Linked DNA regions of Hordeum vulgare: region 1 is linked to region 2. The links are chromatin contacts, called in public Hi-C maps. All regions are on one chromosome and are shown on one strand. The core of a region is the stretch at or near the end of the contact, and the rest is flanking DNA. Distances in the headings are between cores, read along the strand shown.

Region 1 (4,704 bases), core at 630-3,129, 310 kb after region 2:
AAAAAAAAAGAAACTCTAGTCAAAAAGCGCTAGCTAAAGAATAGAATACAAAAAATGCCATGTTGAGTGAAAAATGTCATGACACTATGTTGAATGACTTGACATGACACTATATTTGAGTTTCCATCGCAACATATCACTTTACCAAAAAAATGCCATATACCCAAAACCAAAATTCTCTACAAATGGCATGATACTATATGGAACAATTACACGATATACCATGGGAATAATAATGTTCGAGTTGCACACCATTTGGGCTTAAAAATAATTTCTACAAATTCCCCTACAAAACTGCCATATATCTTAATTAGTATCACATCTTCACCATTTTAAGTTTCCACAAACACATTTTAGTGAATTTGACACGTTTTGTGAATTGGTTGAAGTAGACATTCAAATATCCGTAGCTAAAATGCAAAATTCATCTCCGAAAAAATAGATATAGGGGGACTCGGCTCATACACCGCCATGAGGTCGCGGGAGGTGGGGGTGCAGGTGTGTTGTCAAGTAACTCGCGTGGAGCTTCTCATCTCCGCAACTTGTGAACCCCAACAACGACGAAGGTGACTCTCAAAAGGGGTGACATTATGGATCAGCTTACGACACTGACGGCGAGACGACGTCGTCAGTAATGGCCTACCACGACTACAAGAAATACACCTCAGCCAACTCAGGGGGTTGCTTGTCATCGACGGAGGCGCCACCAACACCGTGTGACCGCACGACGTCACAGAGGTGGAGCATGAAATGCTTCCCAAAGTCGTCGAGATGCAACAAGGAGGAGCACTTAGCTAGGCGTGGAATCTGGCACAACGGGTGCCGAGCATTGTCCCCATCACGGTCGCCAGACCCCCTCCCCCCTAACTCTCGCACTCGCTTTTTGCAAGTCAATGAAAGGGATTAGGGATAGCATGAGGGAGGGGGCGACGCTTTTGTAGGGAGTGGGCGCGGGTGCATCCTTTTCGGGCACGTTCCGAGCAAATGGTTGGATTTTCTAACGTGGCAACTTAGAGTGCTTGAGGATTCATGTTTTTGATCCAACGGTCGTCAGTTAGTTCGTTGAAAAACGTATATTCCCTAGATAACATTTTTGGAATAATAGGCATTGATACCGGAGCTCGTGTTCGACGCTTTAAGAGTCTAAAGAAGGTCCACGCGCCTCCGTTTGTGGGCCGGTCCAAGAAGATTGGGCCCCATTGCATTTTTGAGGGTCCGATCTCATTGGACCTTTGTTATTGACCATTTGACTAGTCAACTGTTTTTTTTAAATGCATGAAAAATAATAAAGGCAAAAAATAAACCATGAATTAAAAAAGTTTGCACATTTGTTGTGTTTTTGGAAATTCCAATAGAACTCCATTTATATTTTTTGTTTGTAAATACAACGTGATTAAGTTTCAGAAACTCAAAAAAATTCACAATATAAAAACTTTTAGTAAAAAGAGAAAGAGAAACACAATAGAAAATAAATAATAAGACAAAAAAGGAAAATGGAAAATAAATAAATAAAAAGCAAAAAGAGACGAGCTGGCTACCTGGGCGAGCCTAGTCGCCTTGCTAGCGGCGGCGGCCCAGTGGCTTGCATGTGCGAAGGTACCCTATTGGACGCAGAATGCGTTTAATAGGAGGTCCCGCGAATAGGACCTCCCCAATCTATATAGGCAAAAGAAATCGAGGCTGGATATCAATACGGAATCGGGGTTGGAATCGATTTGGAGTAGGATCCGCACCAACGAGATATATCATTTTTCCTTTGCAACACGCCTTCAGTAAGAAGAGAGAAAAATGGTAGGGTCCTTATGAAGCCCATTGGACGTCGAGCTGGGCCACTCAAGCCTATCTTAAAAAAGGAAACAATTCCCTCGCGACCACCGTATCAAGGGCATTTTCTATTTGACGCCTTTAGCACCCGCCACTCTATAATTTGCAAACGGACGCACACACTCCCCGTACGTTGGCCCAAGCCATTTGCCTTTTCATGTTTTTACAGTAAAACTATAAAAAAGGTGTGTGCGGCGGATCGGACATGCTATCTATTCCTCTGGTCTAAACCACAGTAGCCACTAGAACGACCTACCACAAGTGACTTGTTACTTCCTTTTTTTGTTTTATACATTTTTGGTTCGCTAAAAGCCTCCTTTTTTGGAAGATTCCCAATCCAATATCTTGCGGTTCGCAGATGGTCTCAAGTTTTTCTTTCTACAACTTTTTCTATAATCTTTTTTTCTTTGATTTTTTCCTTCTTCATTTTTTAAATGCTCAAACTTTTTCAAGTTTGATGAACATTTTTTAAAATAAAATGAATTATTTCATATTTAATGGATTGTTTTTCAATTTGTATGAACCTTTTCAAATTCAATGTTTTACTTAAAAAATGATGATTTTGTTTAAATTTGACGATTTTCTAAAACTGGCTGACTATTTTCAGTAATTCATAATTTTTAAAAAATTGATGATTTTTTTTAAATCTGTGAGCGTGTTAAATCCAACGATTTTTTTTCAACATCAATCAACTATTTAGAAATTCACCAAAGCACAAACATTTTTTGAAAACAAAAAACATATTTAGAAAATGAAATAAAATTTCTAAATTTCATGAACATTTCCAAATATAAAAGAGAAACGTTTTTCGTAAAACAACAACATTTTTCATAAAAATTTGAAACCAAGAACATTTTTTGAAAACTCTGACCAAGTTATGAAAAAAATATTTTTTGAAAATACCTGCAGTATTTTTGATACGAGAACAATTTTTGAAAGACGAAAATTTTGAAAAATAAACACATTTTATAAAAAAGCTAAACTTGTTACGAGTTAAAGCAATGAAAAGAAGAAATAGCAACAGTAATATTTTCCAAAAAAAGGAACATTTTACTAAAATCGCGAACATTTTTTGAAAATGTCGAACATTTTTGTAAAATCCCGTACATTTTTTAAAGTTATGAATATTTTTGAAAAACGGCATTTATTGGAAATTTAGAACATTTTGATAAAATCAATAATATTTTATGAATTTCAAAAACGATTTTCAAACATGAACTTAGTTTATAAAAATAAATATAGAAAAAAGCAAAAAATGAAACAGAAACAGAAAAACGTAAAAAAAACGTAAAACAAGAAACAGAAAAAAAGACAAAGAAAGAAAAAACAAAACTGCATGCAGAGGGAGATGGGCTGGCCCAGTTGATCTCGCTCCTGTGTATTTGCTCAACTATTTGACCCAAAGAGCGTAAAATAGGGTGTTCCCCTATTCGCCGCATCCTGTGGCAAATAGACGTCACTTCGCATAAGCGCGCCAGACTTGGCTGGCCTATTCGAGTTGAATTGAAGCAAGCTGTCGGATGAAAAAAATGGGCAAAATTAGAAGTAACCGAGCTGGAATTCGAACACCGAACAACTAGTTATACATGTATCTGGCTAACCAGCGCACCTATCAAGGATTGCTTACATAAGGACCAGAGAAAACTCGAAAGAACTAAATTTAGCCAAATAAACTGAACATTACTTCAAAATTTCCAAACAGTGTTTCAAATTTTAAACACTTTATTAAACAAACGCGAAGAATTTTCAAAAATTCTCAGCATATTTTAGAATTATACAGAAATTTCAAATTATTGAACATGTTTTGAAAAGGTGAACATTTTTCGAAGGTTTAAAAAAAACTTTAAAAATGCAACATATTTCAACATTCTGAACAATATTTGAAAACCGAACATTTCTCTAATTCTAGTACATTTTTTAAAACGTGAATATTTTGGAAATAATGAAAAAATTTCAAAATTACAAAAAAGGTTTGGTATACATGAATATTTTTTCAATCGGTGAACAAAATTTGATATCAAGGATAACTTTTGAAATTCAGAACTTTTTTTAAGTGAGAACAATTGTAAAATCTAGAACAATTTTGAAAATGCGAACTTCTTTTATATAGTTGAACAAACAATTAAAATAGGAAAAAAATTCTACACTTTCAAACATTTTTTGAAAACCCGAACATTTCTTGAATTGGTTACCAAAATTTGAGAAGTGGGACAACTTTTGTAAGTGAGGTCAAATTTTGTGAATAGGAACATTTTTTAATTTTTAATTTGGGAACAGGAATGGAATTCGAATTTGTGAACAAATTTTAAGAACGGTGATATTTTTAATTTTTGAAAAATAAATTTTCGAAACATTTTTTTTAAAATGGACATTTTCTGTGAGTCTCAAACAATTATTCAGATATTGTAATATGTGTTGAAATTTCAGATGTGTTTTCAAGTTAGCAAACATTTTTTAAAATATGAACATTTTTTGAAAGGTAAACATATTTGGAAAAGTTGTGAAATTTCGGAGCAGAAACATTCCGATTTTTTTAAAAAAAAACACAACCATATTATCAACATTTTTTTAAAAGGCAAACAATATTTAAATTTGTGAACAAAATTTTCAAATTGGGTACATTTTTTGTAAATAAATGTTATATTTTTTGAAAAATAGTTTAAAATGCAAAACATTTTTAAAAAATGTTGAACATTTGTTAAAAAATAAAAGAAACTTGAAAAAGGAAAGAAAAGTAAATAAAATGAGAAATAGAAAAAGGGGAAATAAAAAAGAAAATATAATTGAAAAATGAAAAAACAAAAAGGAGAGAAAAGGAAAAAGGAAAAAATAAAAACGAAAAAGAAACAAAAAAACCGGTTTAAGACCTTCTAAAAGGTA
Region 2 (5,422 bases), core at 515-3,014:
TTTTTCCTAGTACCTAATAAAGCAAGGTGATATTTTTGGTTTCGTCCCGTTTAATTAATTTTTTTGACGTATCGTAGATGATTTTTTAGATATGTGAGGTGGTACTAATTGATACACCATCAATTTTCCTCGCTCGATACATTGTCGTTGTTTGTCTGATTTTATACGTCGTCCCTCGCTCTAATCTACGGGCCTCGGCCCACATAGCTGGACTGTTGGGCTTTAAAAATACATGCGCTAGAGGAGGGTTCTTTCTACAGTTATAGTCAAAATAATCCCACCTTGCTTCTTTACATCTAATCTCGCTGGTTTATATAGGTACGACCTAGAGAATCAACAAGCGGCCTTGAAATTAGGAAGGAAACGAATGAAAGGGAAAAAAATCGGCAAACGGTCCCTGAAGAAATTAAACTCAGCAACGACAAAGAGGAAGCAGCATCGGAAATCAGGAGATGGAAAAAGAAATCAACAAGAGGCAAGGAGAAGGCCAGCAACGACTGCTAGAAGCACAACACCGGCATGAGGTAGGCCATGGCGCCGACTCATAACCAGTAGGAGGCGTCGGTCGTCCATGGCAGTTCGACGGGGCGCAGATCAGAGCAAGGGGAGGCGGCGGACGTCCATGGGAGAGATTACTATTTCTTTTAATCAAACCAATTAGAAGCTGCTGGATGTCGCTCTACGTACTACCATCAGGTAGATGGCTATCTTAATTACTTTTTTTATGGACCGAGTACTGTTACGGTCGGAGCTGATAAAGGAGACATGCATATGTGCCAATGCAAATCGGTGCGCTACCTAATTAAATTGGAGAGGAGCATAATGCTCAATGGGCAAATTAAACGGATGCTGGACATGCATATTGTAAAAAAAACACGTGCAAGATGATGTTGTGATGGGTTAGCTCTAAGTAGATAGACGATTGTATCGAGTGTCCTTGGGACACTTGACCATTGGTTTATATAAATTTCTTTGGGACCTCGACATGTCATGGGTCTTTACGTGGACGATGCAACTATATTTTCTTAGATTCATTTTGAGGGGTTCTTGTGTAGGGAAGAGTTTTAATAAAGAAAGGCAGAATTCTCAAGTTTTTTGGTCCATTCGCGTTGATTTACATAATGATTGAAATTTTAGCACACACACTTTTATTTTTGTGCATCGGCTCGTTATCGTATCACGGATGCTATTGAGCCTCAGGGAAAAGATCAATTAGTTTTACTAATTAGCCTCTCCTCGCTTCTTTACATTGCTTTGTACCTGTTTATATAGATATTTATGTTTTTAGGTATAACGAGCTGTCTACCTTCCTATTATATGTGAATCAAGATTTTTGAGATGGATGCACAATTAAAGGAGGAACATTTTCTTGGGATCATAACTTTAACCGTATTATGAGAATGGCATATTGAATGTCTACATCAATAAATATTATTGATCCATTTTGTTCGTCGATCTATTTCTTTTTCCTTGGAGGTCAAAAATCGAATCTCTATTGTTCTTGGCCTTCTTGCATGGGTTTTCTTAATTAATTATTGATTTGTAAAATTAATGGTACATTGATGCAATTTTATTGAATTTAAATTGTTTTATTTTAGGTTGTAAATTTTAACCTTTTGTTGTTCACCTGTTGTAACGCACGAGCCTTTTTACTAGTAAAAACCATTTTTTTCTTCGAAACGGGATAAAAAGCATTTTCATGTGCGAGGCGAAAAGGAAGAGGGAGGGAGAAAAAACATCGCCCTCCTCTGCCGCAAGCAAGCAAAGCTACCGGTACCAGCCGACGGAGGAAGCTGCAAGCATAACCCCCGTGCAGGAAGTCGTCGTCACGCGGTGCTAGATTTTGACCTGCTACCGAAATCCCGCAGGCTAGCTGCAAACCCCACTTCGCCGCGGCTTCGCCGCCGCCGCCGATGAGATCCGCGCCGCCCAGATCCAAGCCTTTCTAGAGCCTTACGCCACCTGCAGCAGCGCCCATGGGGGACTGCGCCGTGGAGAACGGCCACGCCCACCCGAAGGAAGAGGACGCTCCGGAAGTCCCCGTCGAGCCCGCGGAGAGCGCCGCGGAGCCGCAGGTGTTGGCTGGCGGGCAGAGGAAGCCGGGAGGGATACGCAGGGAGCCGTCGTTCTCGCGGTGGTGCAAGGACCCATCCGCGGCGTCCAATGCCCACTCCGGAGCCGCTTCGCCGGCCTCTGCACCGAGCGACGATGACTCGGAGGAGTTCGAGCTGCCGCTTCTGCCGTCCGCCGCCGCCGCCCACCGCTTGCCGATGGATATCGAGGCAGGAGCGGCGGCGGGATCTGACAGCCTCCCGGTCTCCCCCTGGCTAATCGCCAAGATTATATTTCTGATAGCGAGCTGGTACACGCTGAGCACCTGCTTGACGCTGTGAGTAACGCGTTTTTCTCGTTATATTTGTGCGCGGATGCTCAGAGGAGCTGTTGCCTGCCGGGCACGCGTTTGATGCTAGTGTTCTCTGCGTGCTCTTGTGCGTGTGGCCAGGTATAACAAGGAGATGCTTGGGAAGCGCATGTGGAAGTTCCCTGCTCCGTTCCTGATGAACACGGTGCATTTCACCATGCAGGCTGTTGCCTCGAGGGTGATCGTGTGGTTCCAGCAACGGGGCATGGAGGCAGAGCGTAATCCAATGTCATGGAAAGATTACTTTCTGCGAGGTAGCAACTGTATTTTTTCAAAATCATGTTGCCCAATGCTTAAATGAGTAGTTTGGTACTTACATTCTGTCAGAACAAGTGCCCTGGAAATTTCATCGTTTGGTACCTATAATTGGTAATAGAAACATCGTGCATTCTGCACTTCTGTGGGATATACATATAGAGTAATAGTGTTAAAAGAAGGGTATGTTTCAGTTCGAGCTCAGCTGTAAAGCACCGAGCATCCGCTGGTCGCTTTTTTTCATGGGTGGGGGCAGACGCAGAAACCACCATTGGCCAATTTACAGAACATGACTCACTAAATTAGATCATCATAAGTTATCAACATAAGGTCAAGGATAGAAGTAAAATTCAACTGGTGTGTTGCATGTGCATCCAAGCTGCTATAGAGCGTTGTCCTCCGCTGTCGTAGCAATGGCGTCAGCGCGTTGGAACCAGCGGTGTGGTGGCGGTCCTAGTGCTCTTGTCGCATCATGGTAACAATCTGCATGATCGGTCCTTCTCGATTTGGCCGTCAACGTGTTCCGGAACTGCCACCGGAGATCTTGCCCAAGGATATCTGGATCCGATCGAATTCTGTCGTGCGCGTCCATATCAGCCTACACGGCTCCATGAGGATGCGGCGCGAAACTCTGTTTGTTTGTTGACACCATGGGACATGTCGGTATCTCGATTCCATGGCTTAGACAGCAATGGAGAAAGTCATGGTGGCTGAAATCGAAGGATCAGTAAGGCAGAGGGGGCCTTGGAGGCGATGGAGTCAGCCAGGTGTTTGATAACTTTCAGAAGCAGCTGTGAGAAGTGGGGGCGACAGCACTAGAGGATTTCATTTTTTGGTGGTGCTCCTCGGGTGCCGAGTCGTGACTTTCAGGGTGAAAACCTATGGCCTGACCTTCATTGTTTGTGCCTGGCAATTGCCTTGCTGAAGGTATTGTTTTGAGAGCTCGAACTTTCTTCGGGGTGAAAACCTAAGATCTTGGATCGGGCGACAAGCACCGTTTCTTTCTTAAAGGGGTCGCTTTTGGAGACCTTTTTTTGTTTTCCGGATGTTGTCTTTGGTGGTGGTTTGTGTGTTGCTACTGAGAGGAGTTGATCATTGTGGGGAGGCCTTTGTTTTTTCCCTTTCTATTTTGCTTTTTTTTTTCGGGCTGTGTGTATCCTGGATGTCTTTGATACATCTTGTTGGTGCAGAGGCTGGGTATAATTGGTATCTTCGCGATATTAATATATTGCCCTTCTCAAAATAAAAATAAAAAAGCTGCTATAGAGCCACGTGGGCTCAAAATAGAGTTTAGCCCTACACCTCTCGCTGGATGAATTGATGCACTTTATTAACTTTCAATTGAGTTGTGTCATGACCTACTGGTACTGCTTCATTTGATGAATCTATTTAATCAACGAAGGCTAGGACTTAGGATGGACTTATATATTTTTATTCTACTTCAAATATGCAGATTTTTTTTCCGTTCTTATTGTGTTTATCATCTTTAAATGGATAACAGTTTAAATATTCCTTCTGCAGTTGTTCCAACAGCTTTGGCTACTGCTCTTGATATAAATTTGACCAACATTTCGTTTGTTTTCATTACTGTGACATTCGCTACAATGGTACATTTCATTCCATGTGAGTTATTATTTCCTGCTCTTCTCACTTAATATTTGGACTTCTAATTTATGGATTTCAATTATTGTGCAGTGTAAATCTGGGGCTCCAATTTTCATTCTTCTCTTTGCTTTTCTATTCAGGTAAGCTCAGTTGCTGGTTCTTTCTGAGCAGTGCATGCCCGTTTTGTCTTCTAGTTTAGCAATTTGTTATGTTCATTGGTAAGGAATATCAGTTAAAGAACCTTGTCCCGAAGAAGTTGAGTTTCATCCTGCCGTTCTCTAAGGATTTTCATCCCCTATGGGTGGGGTGGGGTGAAGAGGGTTAACCTGGACTATTAGGTTATGTGGAACATTTGTCCTAGGCCAACTGAATACTTTTGAACTGGCTTGCAGACTTTACAAAGTTGGTTCCATATGCACATCATTTTGAGAAATGGGATGCAAATGTTAGAACTGCAAGAACTAAAATTAAGCAGTATCTCCGACATAAAAATTTATTGAGCAGTGTCTTGCATAACCATCATTTCTTACAGTACTGCTTCCTGACATTTGCTTAGCCTTTTCATGTTTGTATGCAAATAATTTTGCGTCCTCTTGTAACTTGTCTTTCTGACAACACTGCACCTATTTCTGTTAAATTGTCGGTTCATGGACTTCTGTTATGCTCCATATCATTCCCTTTTTCCACACGCCTGCTCATGGCGGTTGGGTTCCACTATTGATAAAAAATAACGGAGCAGCAGAGTATGCTAGTTCAGATATAAAGTTAGCCAACAGGACAAGGAGAAGTATGAAGGACAAAGGAAGAAAATTACTGCTCGAAAAACACATAAACCCCAGCAACAGCAGCAAAACAAAAACCAAGACTACGCTGATGCAAATATATCACAGCTAACTACTCAAACAAAAAAAACTCGTAGCACTAGAAACACAAAACGAATGTCAACAACCGTTGTATTCTGCGTCTCCATACCATTTTCATGTTATTAATCAAAGATTTCCCTTTTTTTTTCTCTGAAGGCTAGAGAAGCCGAGCTTTAACATTCTTGGAATCATGCTGATTGTTTCTGTTGGAGTTCTACTGACAGGTAAAGTCATAACTGTACATCAACAGCTTATATTAGTTGCTGCATGCATCGCT

Evidence for each region. Hi-C and Micro-C count contacts between places; a contact is called where the count stands out from the background.
Region 1: a Hi-C map of leaf shows a contact between it and region 2, with 2.5 times the contacts expected there. The contact joins the enhancer-like site here to the promoter of LOC123444409 in region 2. A contact is called at or near these places in 2 of 6 Hi-C or Micro-C datasets (leaf and seedling).

Annotation. Positions count from the first base shown.
Region 1 is chr3H:486,857,447-486,862,150 of MorexV3_pseudomolecules_assembly, forward strand. No RefSeq gene overlaps it. Among protein-coding and RNA genes, the nearest start is that of LOC123444411, 47 kb to the left of the region's middle. Within about 2 kb of position 1,880, at least 2 of the 3 cell types and tissues checked have open chromatin away from gene starts, as enhancers often do. A contact at or near this core is called in leaf, where this site is marked.
Region 2 is chr3H:486,551,186-486,556,607 of MorexV3_pseudomolecules_assembly, forward strand. LOC123444409 (probable sugar phosphate/phosphate translocator At1g06470) reads left to right here and starts at 1,765. Exons shown (of 12, transcript XM_045121110.1): 1 at 1,765-2,389; 2 at 2,504-2,676; 3 at 4,199-4,284; 4 at 4,373-4,422; 5 at 5,302-5,369. The coding sequence starts at 1,977.